2 separate regions of the Columba livia genome follow, and region 1 is linked to region 2. The links are chromatin contacts, called in public Hi-C maps. All regions are on one chromosome and are shown on one strand. Each heading gives the region's core, a stretch centred on a gene start, on an enhancer-like site or on the middle of the called end of the contact. The rest is flanking DNA. Distances are from core to core; before and after follow the strand shown. Region 1 holds the start of THUMPD2 (THUMP domain containing 2). Region 2 overlaps MAP4K3 (mitogen-activated protein kinase kinase kinase kinase 3).

The links. A called contact is a pair of places that touch in the nucleus more often than the background predicts.
Region 1: a Hi-C map of liver shows a contact between it and region 2, with 5 times the contacts expected there. The contact joins the promoter of THUMPD2 here to the enhancer-like site in region 2. A contact is called at or near these places in 2 of 2 Hi-C or Micro-C datasets (crop and liver).

What each region holds. Positions count from the first base shown.
Region 1 is chr3:110,897,930-110,901,270 of bColLiv1.pat.W.v2, reverse strand. THUMPD2 (THUMP domain containing 2) reads left to right here and starts at 1,252. Exons shown (of 2, transcript XM_065059539.1): 1 at 1,252-1,535; 2 at 3,198-3,341. The coding sequence starts at 1,252. The coding sequence ends at 3,285.
Region 2 is chr3:110,834,616-110,837,544 of bColLiv1.pat.W.v2, reverse strand. MAP4K3 (mitogen-activated protein kinase kinase kinase kinase 3) reads left to right here. Exons shown (of 34, transcript XM_065059103.1): 19 at 711-794; 20 at 2,631-2,673. Among named protein-coding and RNA genes, the nearest start is that of SOS1, 37 kb to the right of the region's middle. Within about 2 kb of position 1,549, at least 1 of the 3 cell types and tissues checked has an H3K27ac peak away from gene starts, as active enhancers do.

The DNA of each region.
Region 1 (3,341 bases), core at 3-2,502, 64 kb before region 2:
CCGGATGGTCATGTTATTATTGATCTTCCTTTATCGTCCAGGTGGCTGGGACCACACATCTTGCTTTCCCACATTTTACTTTCCAACAGTTTATGTGGGAAGGGATCGCTGAAGGTCTTTAATCCTGTCATCTGCTGGGAGTGGGGCTGTCTTCAAAGCTGGGTCAGGTTGTTCATGGCTTCATCCAGTTGTGTTTTGAGCATTTTGAGTGATGGAGAACCCATGGTCTCACCCGTTTCACATGCTGGCTACACTCTGGCCAGCACAGCCTGGTATGTGGCTGCCTTTGTCACCACAGGGGTGCAGTGCTGCCTCATGGTCAAGAGAAATTACTATTCCCAGGATACAAAAACTGAGGGGAGGTATTTCAAGGACACTAGCTCCAGCAGAATCCAAGTGATTCTGGCTGAAACCAGATTATTGGGAAATTTAACATGTGGTTCCTTGCAATTCGTATGTGTGTATGTGGGAACGGCAGGATGTATGGCTCCAGCCACCCAGATTGTAAAGTAAGATCAATACTAACATGACCATCTGGACGGTCAAAGTAGACTAATTCTAACATGATTAAATCACAACAGTCAGTCAAAACAAGGCGGCCTGGACAGGTTACACAGGATTGTGTGTTTGTGAAGGAGTGATAGCCCAGGCCAGTGACAATGGTCTCTTGAGCCTGAACACCGCCCCAGGATGTATGGTGTGTGAGTGCTGGGCCTGTGTGTGTGTGTTTGGAATAACATTTTTTGAAAAACTTTCTGTTTAACCTCTTGGTCCAGGCCCATATCTGTAAAGCTATAAATGGAAAAAGGCTAATGAAAGAAGGTTCATCTCCGCTAGGCATAGCTCTGCCTATCTCTGCTCTCACTGCTAACAAGAATTCTGTGTCTGTGTCTCTGTCTGCATCTCCATATGCGTGTCTGTATGCATCATCTCTTCGCCGCATGTGTACCTGAATATCTGTGCTAAGTGAAGTGCTGGCAAGCTTAGCTCTTGCATTTTGCTTGTAAAGATGTACTGCGTGTTGAGAAGCAGCAGTTATTTTGGAACCATGCAGTCCCCTGTTCGGAGTGTCTTACTCTCATACCACCAGTAATAAACATCACCAGTAATGGGGTATCTGCAAGGTAAACTGTGTGCTCATGCATTTGTCTCTTCGCAGTCTGCATTGTGTTGATGTCCTCATAGTGCTGTTTGTGAGGATAAGTACAGAAGAAGCCATGAATCTGGGTGCACAATCTGCAGAAGAGCTGACCGTTTTGTAAGGTGAGTGGGGGCATAGCTGCTGTTCATTTTTCTGATAGTCAGACCTGCCTTTATTCTGCAGCACTGCCATTGCCTTCAGAAAGCTTTGATGCTGTGATTTCGGATATTGTATTTGGGAAGGCGTTCAAGATCACAAAAGACATACAGCTCCTTCCAGATATTCTCCAGGAAATGGAGAGGTACATGTGGCCTTTGACATGCTTGGGGTTTGCTGTAAATGTCGTGATGGTTTGTGATATTCAGCATTCAGTCAGCTTTAGGTTTGGTTTATTCTAAACATTCTCCAGCTCTGTAATCTGACTCTGTGCAGGCTGTGAAAGTCTGAGTCCTTCACTTGTCTCTTAAAGGCTGTTGTGGTTTGTCTTGCAAGCTGTGGAAGTGCTGATGGCAGTGCAAGCTGACAAGGAACGAGCTTGCTGTGTGAGCCACACTCCTGAATATTCTTTACAAGGTGTGATGGTGACAGAAAGGAGAAAGAGGAGAGGATGACCTAGAAAGACTTAAAGCGTGGCCAAGTAAATAAGGCAATAATCCTTTCTGCTTGTAGGCTTTCCCTTTGGGTTCGCAACCAAGCTTTTACCATCCTGCCTTGGCAGGAAGGATCTCAGACCTGAAAATGTGTTATGCATTTTCCTTTCTGTTAGTGTGTACTGGGATATCCAGCTAGCCACCTGGTCTGCTTTTAGATGTCTCCTTTCATCTCTCACCCTGTCATTTTATGGCAGAGTTGAGCCAAGTTAATAGTGAGCTGCTTCTAACCGACAGTTCAAACCATCTGCCCCTTTATTTCATTTCTTGGCTGAAAACAAGGCCGTTCTATAGGGTTGGTCTTCAGTGGATGTTGACCTTGCTCACCCAATGCAGGAATGTGATGGGATGATGGTGAGGAAGGTGAGGTAGCTCCACAAACTGGCAAGGCAATCTTATGTCGTTTTACATTGACCGTCTCTCCTGCTGGCCATGCTTGTCTTCTGGTCTCATTTGCTCTGTTGGGCCATCCTAAGCAAAATATTTCCTTGGGATAGTGGAGGTGAGGAAGGGACCATTACCATGGGAGCCCCACCAATAGGACTTTTCAGTCCACTTGCTGTGAACAGAGCAAGAATAGTCCCTTTTGCCTCTTTCAATGCCAAGTGTAATGTTTCCTCAGGTACTCAAAAAAAAAAAAAAAAAAAAAAAAAAAAGAAAAAGACAAGATTACAAACAGTAGTTAATTTTCCTCTGTTTCCTGAGTTTGAAAGCCATTAAGGATCAGTGGAGCACAGAAAGGACAGACCTTTTAACAGTTCCAAATTCCAGCTTCAGAATTGCCTTACCAACCTGAGAAGCTCTTGCTGCCCTGGGAAGCTGTTCCTTTGCAGGCTGGTGGAGGCTCATGTGAAGGGAAAAATACTGAGTCCATCTTCCCTGCTAACCCAGTAGAAAGAACTCCCAAGGTCAGAAATGTCTGGAAGTCAGGACAGGGCCTAGTTCTCCCATTTAGGAAGAGTCATAAAGACAGGGAGTTTCAGTTCCATTTGGAGATGTAGCTTACTGAGTTGAGCCATGCCCTTTAACGTGCTTAGGTGTTTTATCCGGTGCAACTGGCACCTGAAGTGTCATCCGTGTTGACTTCTGCACAGAAGAATGAATGCTAGGCAGGATGAACACCTAACCTTTATTATTCCTGCAATTGCCAGAGTACTTTGTGTTGGAGGCACTATTGTATTGCTGCTGACCCAAGATCTCTGTCAGTGCATGGATGGCATTACCAAGTGTGCTGGAAAGGACTCTCCTCACACCATTTCTGATGGCACAAATGAAACCACCACTGCAAGAGCCCTGAATGTTGATGGGAATTCTTCCTCCCTGGTGAATGGTGTTGACGAATCCTTTCTCAGCAGCTGAAAGACACATTTTGGGTCTCTGGCGCCTGATGGTATCTATGGGGTTAGTCTTGGAAAGACAGATGCTTTCATATACAGATACAGGAAGATCTCTACTGCTGGGAATCAGCAGCTTTCTTGCACTGTGCCTATGTAAACTTGACTCCTGATACATTTGTAAATCAGCATGGCAGTGATCTGGTGGAACCCTGC
Region 2 (2,929 bases), core at 300-2,799:
TTTCATTATTAGGCAGTTGTTTCAAGGCATGATTGGTTACACAGTTCATCAATAATATCTTTGAGAGGAAGAGGTTGATAATGCTCCTCCTCGATCAGCTCCCCTGCATTTGGCCCAAGCTGAGAACCCACTTTGCTCCCAGCTGGATAGACCTTGGTAAAGATAACTCAGGTTTCCTGCACTGTAGGATGCAGTGGTCCCTATAGCTCCATACTGCCAGCCCCACTCTGGCCATCAGTGAAGATGCTCTGGACATCTGTGCTGCTGCAAGCCAGCTCAACTTGGTTCCTCCATCCGTACTGATCTCTGCACGTTTTTTATATATAACTCTGAGTCTGTCCAGTTTTGCTTAATCTTGTTCTTTCTTCCTCCGCTTCTTGCTTTGTTTGCAGCCAATATCATTAACTTTGGTAATGTTCCAGGGCTTGGAACCCCTTGATCCCTGCTGTCTTGAAGTGCTTGTGCTGATTTTTTGTCCAGTGTTTCGAGATCCTTGTTGCTTGTGCAAACTCCGTGAAGACTTTCAAACAGTGTTGGCTTTAGCTGCTTCTGTCACTGTCACGTTTCTGTGGATTTTCTTTTTCACGTTAAGCAAGAAAGAACCTGATAGCTTCCAGGGAGGTTCCAGTTCATTTGACCCTAAGAACAGTCACCAATAGTCTTCCAAAAAAGTCCTGATGTTCTTTGCTTCTTCCTGTATTCCATCCTAGGTACTCTTGCCCTACAGAGAGGGCCTGGCGATTTCCTATAAGCGCAGGAATTAGCCTTGAATGCCTCAGCCTTGGATCAGACAGGTTGTGTATCTGCGCCTTTCCTCTTAGTATCTGCTTGAGCCCAAAGCTCTGCTGCGATATGTTGGTTCATCAGCTTGGTCTTGGATATCTTTCTCTGTACCCCCCTGAAGATTCAAGGCTCTCATTTGGTTTATATTCTGAGCGGTGAAGCTGCAATTGAAGAGCACATGTGACATCAGTCACTTCTCCCTTCAGATTCAAAATGAAAACAATGAAGCCACTGTGTGCCTTCCAGTCCACGCTGGTGCTGCTGCGTGACTCTGAAGCTGGGTGATTCATAGAAGAGAATCCACACACTTCAGGGAACGATATAAAATTATCTCTCTTCATTTAACAATTTTAGTTGTTTTGATATTTCTTTTTCTTTCATTTGCAGCAAAGCTGACAATACTTGAACTTCCTAGTTATGGAAGCTGGGCAAGCAGAAATTATTGTGGCACTGCCCCGTGCAATCAGCAATGACAAACTGCACAGAAACCTTGCTCTTAAAACCAGAGCACACAGTCCTTTGTACAAACACTGTCACATTTATGCCAAATACTGTGGTGTGGGTTTTTTTGTGGTATTTGTTTTGTTTTGCTTTGGGTTTTTTGTTGTTTTTTTTTTTTTGTTTGTTTGGTTGGTTTGATTTTTACCTTTGGCTGCTCAATAACACTGTGATGTCTGAGATACAGGGAAGAATATGAAAGAAAATAGCAATGGAGCTTGGACACACATGACTGAGGACTTAAGCTTGGTCCCATGTTATAAAAAGAATATAATTTCTACCATCATAATAGCTGAAGTGCATTACGTGGAGTAACCCGTTCTCAGAAGTTCCCTTCTAGCTTCTCTGAAGTAAAAGCAACTGATAAGATGCCAGGACAGTAACTCCTGAAAAGAATGAAGCAAAGCAGCCAAGTTGTTGATCTGTAAATAAGCAAGCAAATATCTTAATACTTGGATGTTTTCCCAAATCTTTGGAACATAATTTAGAAATAAGGAAAACACTGTGCAAGAATGTCAAGTTTTCCCAGCTATATTCCGAATCTGTTTAATGGAAATAATTTTCTGTTCCAAAAGATTAGGAAACAGGACACTGTAAGACTTTTAAAAGCATAAAAAAGTAGGAATTTAGGATTTTCTTTACAACCAGCAGAGAAGGAATGCTCCTGATGCTTCATCTTTATTGTTTCCTGCTGATATCTTGCACTATCGAGCCAAGCTGTTGAATTGCTCTTGTGTTAAAACGTTGTATTTACCAAGATTTCTGTCAAAAAATGAAACTTATGAAAGAAACAAAACCCAATAACAAAAACACACACCAACACAAACCAACTCAGACAGTAGGCTAGCTGTCCATTGCAGGTGGATTTTGCTTTCATGAATAAGGCTGTTCTGAAAAAGTCAGTGGTAAATTTATCAAGGAATGGTTTTCTGCAGTTTTCCTGTAACTCCCGTTTGCCCTGTATAGCTACAGATGGCCCTTCAGAAAAGCTCACTGATATCCTAAACCTTCCTCCTCTCAACAGAACGTATCAGGCCTGCTCTGCATCTCCCTACTTTTTTTTCTGCACAAATATGTGTACTTTCAACAAATCAGTTCTTGTCATTTTGTGCTCTCTAGGGAGGGTCTGTGATGCTCGGGTTTTTGGGTGGTATCTATGTTATGCACAGCAATAACAAAATGTTTGAAAGTATTAGTGATGCAATTATGTGGATATAATAGTGCTGTTGACAAGTTAATGCTGTTTATTTGCATGGCATTTATAAAATCCTATATTCTCATGGATACCGCAATATGAGTTTCGAAGAACTACACTGAATAACAGTCTTTTTTGTCTCTTTCCTTTCTAGTGCTACTATGAAACCTAAAGTGCCACCTCCTTTACCACCAAAGGTAAGTGGGGGGGATTTTTTTTGCCCAGAAAAAAAGGGCACTTTTAATAAGCAAGTACAGAAGTGTCTAAATGACTATACTGATGGTTTTCTCTCTTGAGCCGTGACTTGAAGACTTGAGGCAAGTTTTAAATCAGGAGTATAACCAGGGGGTTGATCTATACGTTTGTAGCCTTTAGTTGCAAATCTGCATGAAGTCTTGCACTGTAGGGTATTTGTCAGTGTGAAAGTGCTGTTGCTGACTCATTGCACTTCTG